Regions from separate parts of the Mus musculus genome. Here region 1 is linked to region 2. A link is a contact called in public HiChIP or PLAC-seq data. All regions are on one chromosome and are shown on one strand. Each heading gives the region's core, a stretch centred on a gene start, on an enhancer-like site or on the middle of the called end of the contact. The rest is flanking DNA. Distances are from core to core; before and after follow the strand shown.

Region 1 (4,740 bases), core at 1,842-4,341, 500 kb before region 2:
TGGATGAGCACACGGTTGCCCAGGGTCAGGCCTTCACTCTTCCTTCAGTAATTTAAATCCTAGGCCAACTTTACAAAGAGGCAGTCGAGCAGCTAGCGAGAAAGGAAAGTATTCTAAAATCTCACAGGTAAAGGATAATATTCCGTATAAAAAGTGAGCAGTGCTTATATTCTCTGTGCCTCTTATCCCTGGTAAAGCTCCTCCTTCCACAGCTCACGATGTAGCCACACCTGGCTTTGACAAGGGTACTTGGGGTTTGAACTCAGGTTCTCCTGTTTGTAAATTAGTTGCAATTGCTGCCTGAGCTATCTCCCTGGCCTCCTCCCTGTGTTTGTGTGTTTGCTTTGATTTTCAGGCAGGGACTTATGCAGCTCAGGATACATGAGCTCTTGGTCCTTCTGCCTCTAGTTCCCAGGCACCAGGATTATAGCCATGGCCACCATGACCTGTTTTCTCTGTATTTCTAAGTGATGTGCCTATATGGCTAGTTAGTGATTTTAGGTGTTATATATATAATTTTATTCACATCTAACCATCAAAACTGAGGTTTTCTCTTTTCTTCCTTTCTTGCAGAACCCAGAGCTTTGTATGTGTTACACAAATACTCCACCACATTGACCATCTCTCCTCCTCCTCCTTCTTCTCCTCCCCCTCCTCCTCTCCCCCCTCCTCCTCTTCCTCCTTACTTTTTATGTGGGTGGGTATTTTGCCTACATGTATATGTGTCATGTACATGCAGTGCCTATAGAGGCCAGAAGAGCGTGTTAGTTCCCCTGGAACTGGAGTTAAAGGTGGTTGTGTAACATCAAAAGGCTGCTGGGAGCTTACCCTGAGTCCTCTGGAAGAGCAGCCAGTGAGCCTCTCTTCAGTCTGATTGATCATCTTTTCTTTGTTACGTTAGCATGATGATGGGCACCTGTAGACAATATTTTCTTCACCCTCTCCATGCAGATCTGTTGTAACTTTGGCTGTGTCCACAGTCAGAGTTTATACAAACCTATGTAAATATTGCTCACGCTGGAGTCATGCAATCGCTCCATGATTTCTTTCTTACGTAACTTTGTATTTCCTTTGGTTATAGTAACAGTGTGCTTTTGTTGTTCTTGTTGTGATATTGTTGTTTGTTTTCTTTCTTTTTTCTTTTTCTTTTGGGTCCTCTCTATATATTTAGCAATTCAACCTCTGCATCAGTTGTCAGCAGCTCTTCCTAGTACATCTGGTCACATCAGGAATTCTGTTAGTCCCGGTGACCTCAAGTGTTCTTTCCTGCAGCCTTCTCTTCTGCTCAGACTTAGCCAGGTACCCTCAGTTCATCCTCTCCTCTGTATGTTGGATTTCTTCCCTGGGTCACTGTGTTCCCTTCTTTTCTTGCATGCTCCTTTATTAAGAAGTGTGCATCCTCTTATTAGCCTCTTAGAAACAGAGTGTTTTAAAAAGACTTCCGTAGGATTCCAGTTCTCCCAAAGTGTGTGATGCTGTGCCTTGGTTTGGAACAAATTCCATTATCAAGAGTGTTTGCTACGTTTTATAATGTGGTGGGAGGGAGGACTTTAGCTGGCCTATGCCAAGGTGTCCCCTGAGGAATCAGGCCATGCGACAGGCCTAGTATAAGGGAAGGGAAGTGACCTGGAAAGGGATAGAGGCAGAGAATAGAGGGGAGAAGGACAGAAAGAAAGAGAGGAAGAAAGGAAGAGAGCATGAGAGGCCGGCCAGGGACACGTAGGGGCAGAGAGAGAGAGAGAGAGAGAGAGCAAGAGAGAGAGAGCAAGAAAACAAGTAAGCTGGGGTAGCCAAGCAGTCCCTCTTATACACTTGGCAGCTCTATAATTTTGGGTAGCTGTTACTAGGTTCCTTGGAGTAGCCTAATGAATTGTCTGTAAGCTAACAAGAACCAAGACCTGAAAATTACCCAGTTATTCTTTGACCTCTACCCATGCATTGTTCACATTTGCCTGCATGCACATGTGTATGCAAACACACACACACACATACCCCCCCACACACACCCATACACACATACACCATATATAAATTAATTAAAAAGTCATTGAGAAGGGGAAATGCTTGTTCTTCATAGCTAGGGAATTTTCTGTGATTCATCCAGTGATGATCTTTTATTCCCTTCTGCTTTTGCCTCTCTCTCTCTCTCTCTCTCTCTCTCTCTCCCTCCCGAGAGAGTGCTAGAGAGACAGTTCAGCAGTTAAGAGCATTATTTTTTCCAACCCATGTAAGGAGCAGAGCCGTGGGTTCTGCCCCAGGGTTTTGTGGGATACACTCTTAACTCCAGGTCTACACAGAGCAGGCTTGTGACACCACCTGATGTCGTCATCTGTAAGGACAAGATCCGCCATGGAAACCTCTCTGGATTGGCTTTTGCATGTCCCGTATAATGCCCCCTTACCTCCAATGTTCAAGGTTAGCATGGGACAGACAAAAAGGTGCACCAGAGTCTCTGTCATCCCCTGGACACAGGTGTGCAGGCTGAGCTTGGAATCCACACCTGCTGCCAGGTGGGCACACAGAGCCCCTCAGGGTGATGCTCCTTCCCTGAGGAGGAGCCAGGCCAGCATTTGCATCCCTGCAAGGATGCTCTGACCTCCTCCCTGGGGAAGTTTCACTTGCATCCAGCATAGGGCCATCCTGTGGAGCAGGAAGCAGAGATTCTCATGGATCCCTGTGCTTAGCTGCTATAGTGTTTCTCTCTCCAGAGTTCACAGGGCGGCTCCTTTACAACTGTGCACTTAGTTTCCAGGAGAGCCAGAGGGACCCTGCAGGAGCTGCCTTTTCTCTCTCAGGATGAGGAGCAGAGTTGAAGGTGAGGCAGACACTTCCCTCAGCCCCTGACTGAGAGGGAGAAAGTGAAGCTGCTCAGGACACTGTGGAATGCCAAGGGTGAGGGCCCCTGCAGCTGGTGCAGGCTCTGAGACTCCCTGGGGACAGGGTGGGGGTGGGGTGGGGGTGGGGCAGAACTGCAGCTGGAGCTGCTGAGGGAGCCTCGCCCCAGCCCTTGCTCAGTTCCTGTGAGACCTGGGCTTCTGTCAGAGCTCTTTGTTCTCACTCCACTCTGCTCTCCTGCTGGCCCTGTCACCCCTGGCCCTGTCACCTTCCCTTGCTCTGTGTAACCACTGAAGTGTCCCTTCAAGATCTTAGCCTCAGGTGTCTAGAGTGTCTCTTTCTCATCAGCCTGGTATCACATGAATCGCTTAGAGTGTTGGTCAATCCTCTCTCTGTCTGTGAAGCTCACTGACACATCTTATAGGCATTGTGACCACACCCAACATAAGCCCAGGTTAAGATAATGTTTCCACTGTGACCCCAGCCAATGCCAGCTGGGTCAAAGGTCTTTCTTTTTTCTTTTTTTAAAAGCATCTCCGAAGACAACTTCAGACATTCTTCTACCATGCGAGCATGGGGTAGGAGCAGTTGTCAGGCTTGGTGGCAGGTGCTTTTGAGTCACCTCCCTAGCCCTGTGTCAGAATTTAACGTGGATGGACAGTTGGTCATCTTGTGTTCTCTGAGCATTGCTATTTCCACAAGAAAGACTCTGATTGATTATCCAACACCAAATGGCCAGCCCTGAAAACATATATATGAGTAACATACAGACTGTGCAGGCTCAATTTAGGAATTTATGTGCAATTACACATACATATACATAGTAACAATTCTTGGGGAGGAAAGGCCATGGATTTGAGGGGAGCAATGAAAGCCGTAGGGGAGGGTTCGGAGAGAGGAAGCAGAAAGAGAAAATTATGTAAGAATTTTATAATTGCTTCTAAAATTAAATTTTTTTTTTTTTTTTTTGCTTTTTCCAGACAGGATTATTCTATGTAGCCCTGACTGTTCTGGAACTCACTCTGTAGACCAGGCTGGCCCCAAAGATCCACCTTCCTCTGCCTTCCAAGTGCTGGGATTAAAGGCAAGTGCCACCACTGCCCGGCTTGAAATACTATTTTTAAAGTGCTGAAATTCGGGCTGTAGAGATAGCTCAGTGGTTAAGAGCACCGACTGTTCTTCCAGAGATTCTGAGTTCAATTCCCAGCAACCACATGGTGGCTCATAACCATCTGTGATGGGATCTGATGCCCTCTTCTGATGTGGCTGAAGACAGCTACACTGTACACATATATAGAAAATAAACAAATAAATCTTTTTTTTTCTTAAAGTACTAGTATTTGGGCCCAAGAGAAGGTAAAAGGTTCCTGCCTCAAACCCTGATGCCCTGAGTTTCTTCTGCGATGTGCCTCCCTCCCTAAACACACCCAAAATAAGGAAATAAAAATGAAAAAGAGAGAAAGAGAGAGAGAGAAATTCTAGACTCTTAGCTGGAAGGAACCTTTGTCTTATGACTGCCTCTCAGTCTTGCTACCCATGAGATCTGGTCCCAAAATTTCCTTTGTGTCTGAAGTAGGTCTCTAGGGCAGCCCAAACTCCTGTGTTGCTTCTCTATGATCAAAGAGGTTACAAGAGTATGGTGAGGGCTTGGGTGTGGCGAGAAAAAAAAATGTCCCCTGGGATCTGCTGGGTTTTTTTTCTTCACAGATGACTGCTTTCACACAGCTGCCTGTGGATACAATGTATCTTTGTGACGTTTGTTCTTTCCCTTCTGCATTTAGCTTATTCAAATGGCCTCTTCCTTTGTGCCAGGAAGCAGCAGGCCCCTGGGGTTCTCCGTGTGAAATAGGTGTGAAGCATATCCTGGGCTTGCAGAAGGGCTGCAGGTTGGACCCTCTTAGCAAG
Region 2 (4,353 bases), core at 1,707-4,206:
GGGAACCTCACTTTTCTCGGTGTGCTTGCTCATTTTCAGATTTTGTTCCAATAGGAAAGTAGGGGTTTTGAACCAATGCCCAGGGCATTTTTCTAGTTTATGTACCTCTGGTGCTGCCGGCAGTGTCTCACCCACCGTGGGAAAAAGACTACCTTTTGTTGAGTTACCGTGTTTAATTCCCCCCAAGGACTCAGCAAAACAGGTGTTCTTCTCGTTTTACAGACGAGGAATTTGCCCAGAGGTGAACCTTTGTGGGGCTCCCACGGTAAGGGAGAGCCTGTCACCGCTGCAGCTAGTTGAAAGTGAAGTGCCTTCTCACTTGGTTTTTCGAATACTGAATTTTTTTTTTTGTTGTTGTTCGTTCATGTTTTGGTGTTGATCAGTGTCCGGCCTCCAGCGTCCTAGGCTAGAGCACTACCCCGGAGAGGTACTCCCAACCCCTATGGTATATCGAACTTTTTCATAGCAGGTATGTGGGTTAAAGGGATCGGAGTTTTACATTTGGAGTGATTTCAGTGCAGACATTTTTGTCGGGAGAGTGGATATCAGTGGAGCGGGAAGGTCTCTGGGGATTTGTTAAAAATCAGATTCCTGAGTCCCATCCAGCTTTGCTGAGTCAGATTCTCAGGGGGTTACCAAGGAAACTGCAGGCTTGCAGACAGTATTCTTTTATATTATTAAATAACGGGGTTTGGATTTTCTTGGTTTTGTTTGTTTGTTTGTTTGTTTCTTTCTTTGTTGTCTTGAGTAGCCAAGGGCCTGTCTGGGGGGGGGGGGGGGAAGCATTTTGGAAGTTTGGAGACAAATGTGTCATTACCATTACAGAAGTTGGAAGAAAAAAATGGCTAGGATACAGTTTTCTCACTTTTAATATAAATAAAATCTGACTCTCCTAGTGTGGCTGCCTGCTTTTGGTCGATGAGTAATAGATCTTTGATTCCCAGGAGAGAAAGTTTCCGGGGGAGGGCTAAAGACTTGAAGAAGAAAGGCCCCCACCCTGCCTGCTCCACCTGTGAGCCCAGGCAAGGGTGCAGTTAAAGTGGCCCTGGATTCAAGGCATAGCATTTGGACTTAATCTTTTTAGGATATTCCTAGAGCTGGTGTTTCTGCAGAATCTTGGACAAGCCAGTCAGTCTCCCCAGTCTTAGGTTTTTAATTTGTGAAGTAGGAATGTTAACTATCACAAACCCTAAAGCTTTGGCATATTACGTGAGTTCGGGGATATACTTTGTAAGTTAGCTCCCATGTGGTTGGAATTGGTAAGTGTTCTCTTGGGAGTTTTAGAGTCTGGTGTTAGTGAGTTTCTCTTGTCAGTTTGCCACTAACAAGATCTAAGCTACTTGGGAATAAGAAGAACCTGTCACTTTGAATCTGGGTGCTGTCAGCCTATGCCTTTGAAAAGGATCTCTGTGAGTTCGAGGCCAGCCTGGTACGCAAATCCGAGTTCCAGCACAACCAAGGCCACACAGAAAAACCTCAAAAAAAACCCAAAAACCAAACAACAACAAGCCAAAAACAAAAAACTAAACCAAAAGCCTAGACAAGTACCACAAAGTCTGGCCACAAAGAGAATTTAAAACAAGCAATTTAGTTTAAAGGATTTTCTTGCAAGGCTGGCGGTAAGAAAGCACCTGTCTATCCTGGGCCAGTCCCTGGGCTCCGTTCCCAGCACAGCAATAAACAGGCTGTGTGTACGGTGCAGCTGATTTCTGAACGAAACCTTAGACTGTGGTGGATGAGAAGGATGTGTGAAATGTTGCCACGCGTCGTGACATAAAGTTCAAGCAAGATACTAGCTATTGTTGGCTGTTGTTTTTAAATGTATTGAATAATACAATTTATAGAAAGATTGTCGTGGTACCAGGAACTCCCTGTGCACTCATGGTTGGTCGGCTGGTTTTCCCAGGCAGGGTTTCTCTGTGTAGCTCTAATTGCCCTGGAACTCACTCTGTAGAGTGGCCTCCAACTCAGAGATTCACCTGTATCTGCCTCCTGAGCGAGTGCTGGAGTTAAAGGTGTGTGCCCTCACTGCCTGGCTTCCCCGTGCGCTGTTAAGTTTAACATCTTCATCCTTTCTCTCTCTAGTTTTTTCTAAGAGTTTATTGCGTGCATTATGTGCCTGGTAGGGGTAAAACTCAGGGCCTGGCACAAGCAAACTATCAGCAGTAAGAGTGGGTATTTATTGTGAGACCAGAAAGGGGCCGCTCCTGCAGGAGATTTTACCTTGATCTAGTCACTTATCTAATCTACAGCCGCTCTCCAGCCCTGCCCAACGCTGGGTTTAGAACTTTTCTTCTTCGACACAGCAGGGACTGGCCAGTCATAGTTGAACACTGTCCTCGGAATTCCTTTTCCCATGACAGTGACCTTTTGAAGAATATACATTCTCAATTTGAGTTTGATGTTTCCTCAAGACTCATTTCAGAACCAACATTTGTGACTGGGATACTGCAGAAGGGGTGTGTGATGTTTCCAGGCCTATTTGGAAGCCATATTTGCCCCTTACTGGTGACCCTGATTTTGATTCCTGGGTCAAGGTATCCTTTCTCAGCTGTGTAGGCATGTTTTGTTGTTGTTTGTTTTGTTTTTGGAATGAACATGTAATGTATAATAATGTAAAACTATGCAAATATCCTGATCACCTCAATACCACCATTATTACCAGCATCATCAACTGATGAGTTGGGTATGTTTGTTTGTTTGTTTGGTTGGTTGGTTAGTTTTGGCCTGAAATTCTCTGGCTGGGGTCAGAGGCAGGCATACCACACCTATCCTCTACTGGTAATTTGCTTGAAAAGATGCTCTTAAAAAAAAAAAATCTTGTCATTTTTCTGGATCTTGCAGTTTGACTTCCACTCAGAGAGAGACTTCTTCCCTGTCATGTGTGCTAAGGGTGTGGGCTCCCAGTTCCTGTTTGATTCACTGGATTATAATGCATTGGAGCTGACTTAATTTTGATACTGAAGTTGTCCTGGTTGGGCAGGCTGCCCTTCCCTGGCTGCCTTGTCTTTGTTAAGATCTCCCTCTCCCCCTCCCCCTGTGCCTCTGCCAGGACCTCCTTGCTTGGCAATGCAAGATGTCTCCCGCCCCCATTTGTAAACACTGACATTCCTAACTTCTTAGGATTAGGGGCAGCAGAAAAGATTTTTGGAGAATCCAGTCTGCTGAAAAGCCAGCCGCATGTACTGTTTCTGTGGCTTTGAATTGTGCCCAGACAGCATACTGTATTGACTTAGCAAATTTGTCAATTTTTAAATCAGTCTTAGAATGTGAAGGAAACTCGGCGGAGACCACTCCACAGCCATCTTCTGTTTGTTTTTATTTCAGTTTCTTAAATGACCAAACGTTTTCTCATTTCTTTATGCGCCTTCTCCTATGCATCCAAGTACCAGGAGCTGTAAGTGCTAATGAGAAGAATTGTTTTTCTTCTTCAGGAAACATCCCGTTATGGCTAGCCCTGGGTAGACTGGAACTTGCTCTCTAGACCGGGCTGTCCTTCAGGCTCCCAGAGATCTCCCTCCCCCCAAGTTGGCACTGTTATGTGTTCCTCATAATATTTCTTTTTTTTTAAATATTAAGTTGTTCTGCCTGTAATAATTTTCTCATATTGCTTAAAACATTTTATCACATTTATTTATGTGCTTTGTGTGTGCATGTGTGTGGCAAGCATGTGCCACAGTAGCAAGCATGTAGAGTTCTGAAGACAACATAAGGGAGTCAGGTCTCTCCCTTCTACCCTGTGGATCCCAAGGAAGAAACTCCGGGCCTCAGGCTTAGCAGCAAGTGGGTTTACCTGTCGAGCCATCTCACTGCCCCAGATTAATATTCCTAACGTGCTGTATCAATGTCCTCACTCCCCAGCTTGGTAGCTTTGCTGCAGAGCCTATAGAGCAGGTTTTATATCTGATTAAATAAAATCAGTTCTCGATAAGGCTGGTCTTCCTTTCGACTTTACAGACAGCTAGCAGGCCGCGCATTGTTAGGTGGTCAAGCTTCTCTCGAGGACAAGATGAAAAGGATCCTGCATACTTGGGAGGATATCCCTGTGGAGAGAGTTTGCAGAGTGTTTACAGTGTTTACAGTGGACGCTTGATCTCCTGGCTGTCCTCTGTAGGGAAAGCCCCGGCCCACCTAGAACACTGCTTCCTGGTTCAAAGTGCTGGAGAGCCCTCCTTTCACACAGCTGCTGACCGTCCTCCTTCCCCTTCCAGACATGACGCTCCTCTCTTCCCAGTCTTCATCCCTGGCGGCCCCCTTTGGGTCTGTGTCCACTGAAAACCCAGAGCAGAGGATGCTGGAGAAGAGAGCCAAGGTGGTGGCGGAGCTTTTGCAGACGGAGAGAGACTACATCCG

What was found. HiChIP or PLAC-seq counts read pairs in DNA pulled down with a chosen protein or histone mark.
Region 1: a contact with region 2 is called in a FOXA1 HiChIP or PLAC-seq map of pancreatic cancer cells. The contact joins two enhancer-like sites. A contact is called at or near these places in 3 of 115 datasets of contacts at active chromatin or transcription factors (bone marrow-derived macrophages, embryonic stem cells and pancreatic cancer cells).

The regions. Positions count from the first base shown.
Region 1 is chr19:44,376,517-44,381,256 of GRCm38.p6, reverse strand. No RefSeq gene overlaps it. Among named protein-coding and RNA genes, the nearest start is that of Scd1, 29 kb to the left of the region's middle. Within about 2 kb of position 3,091, at least 65 of the 459 cell types and tissues checked have an H3K27ac peak or open chromatin away from gene starts, as enhancers often do. A contact at or near this core is called in pancreatic cancer cells, where this site is marked.
Region 2 is chr19:43,874,879-43,879,231 of GRCm38.p6, reverse strand. Dnmbp (dynamin binding protein) reads left to right here. Exons shown (of 16, transcript NM_028029.4): 5 at 4,212-4,353. Among named protein-coding and RNA genes, the nearest start is that of Gm24400, 20 kb to the right of the region's middle. Within about 2 kb of position 2,956, at least 42 of the 459 cell types and tissues checked have an H3K27ac peak or open chromatin away from gene starts, as enhancers often do. A contact at or near this core is called in pancreatic cancer cells, where this site is marked.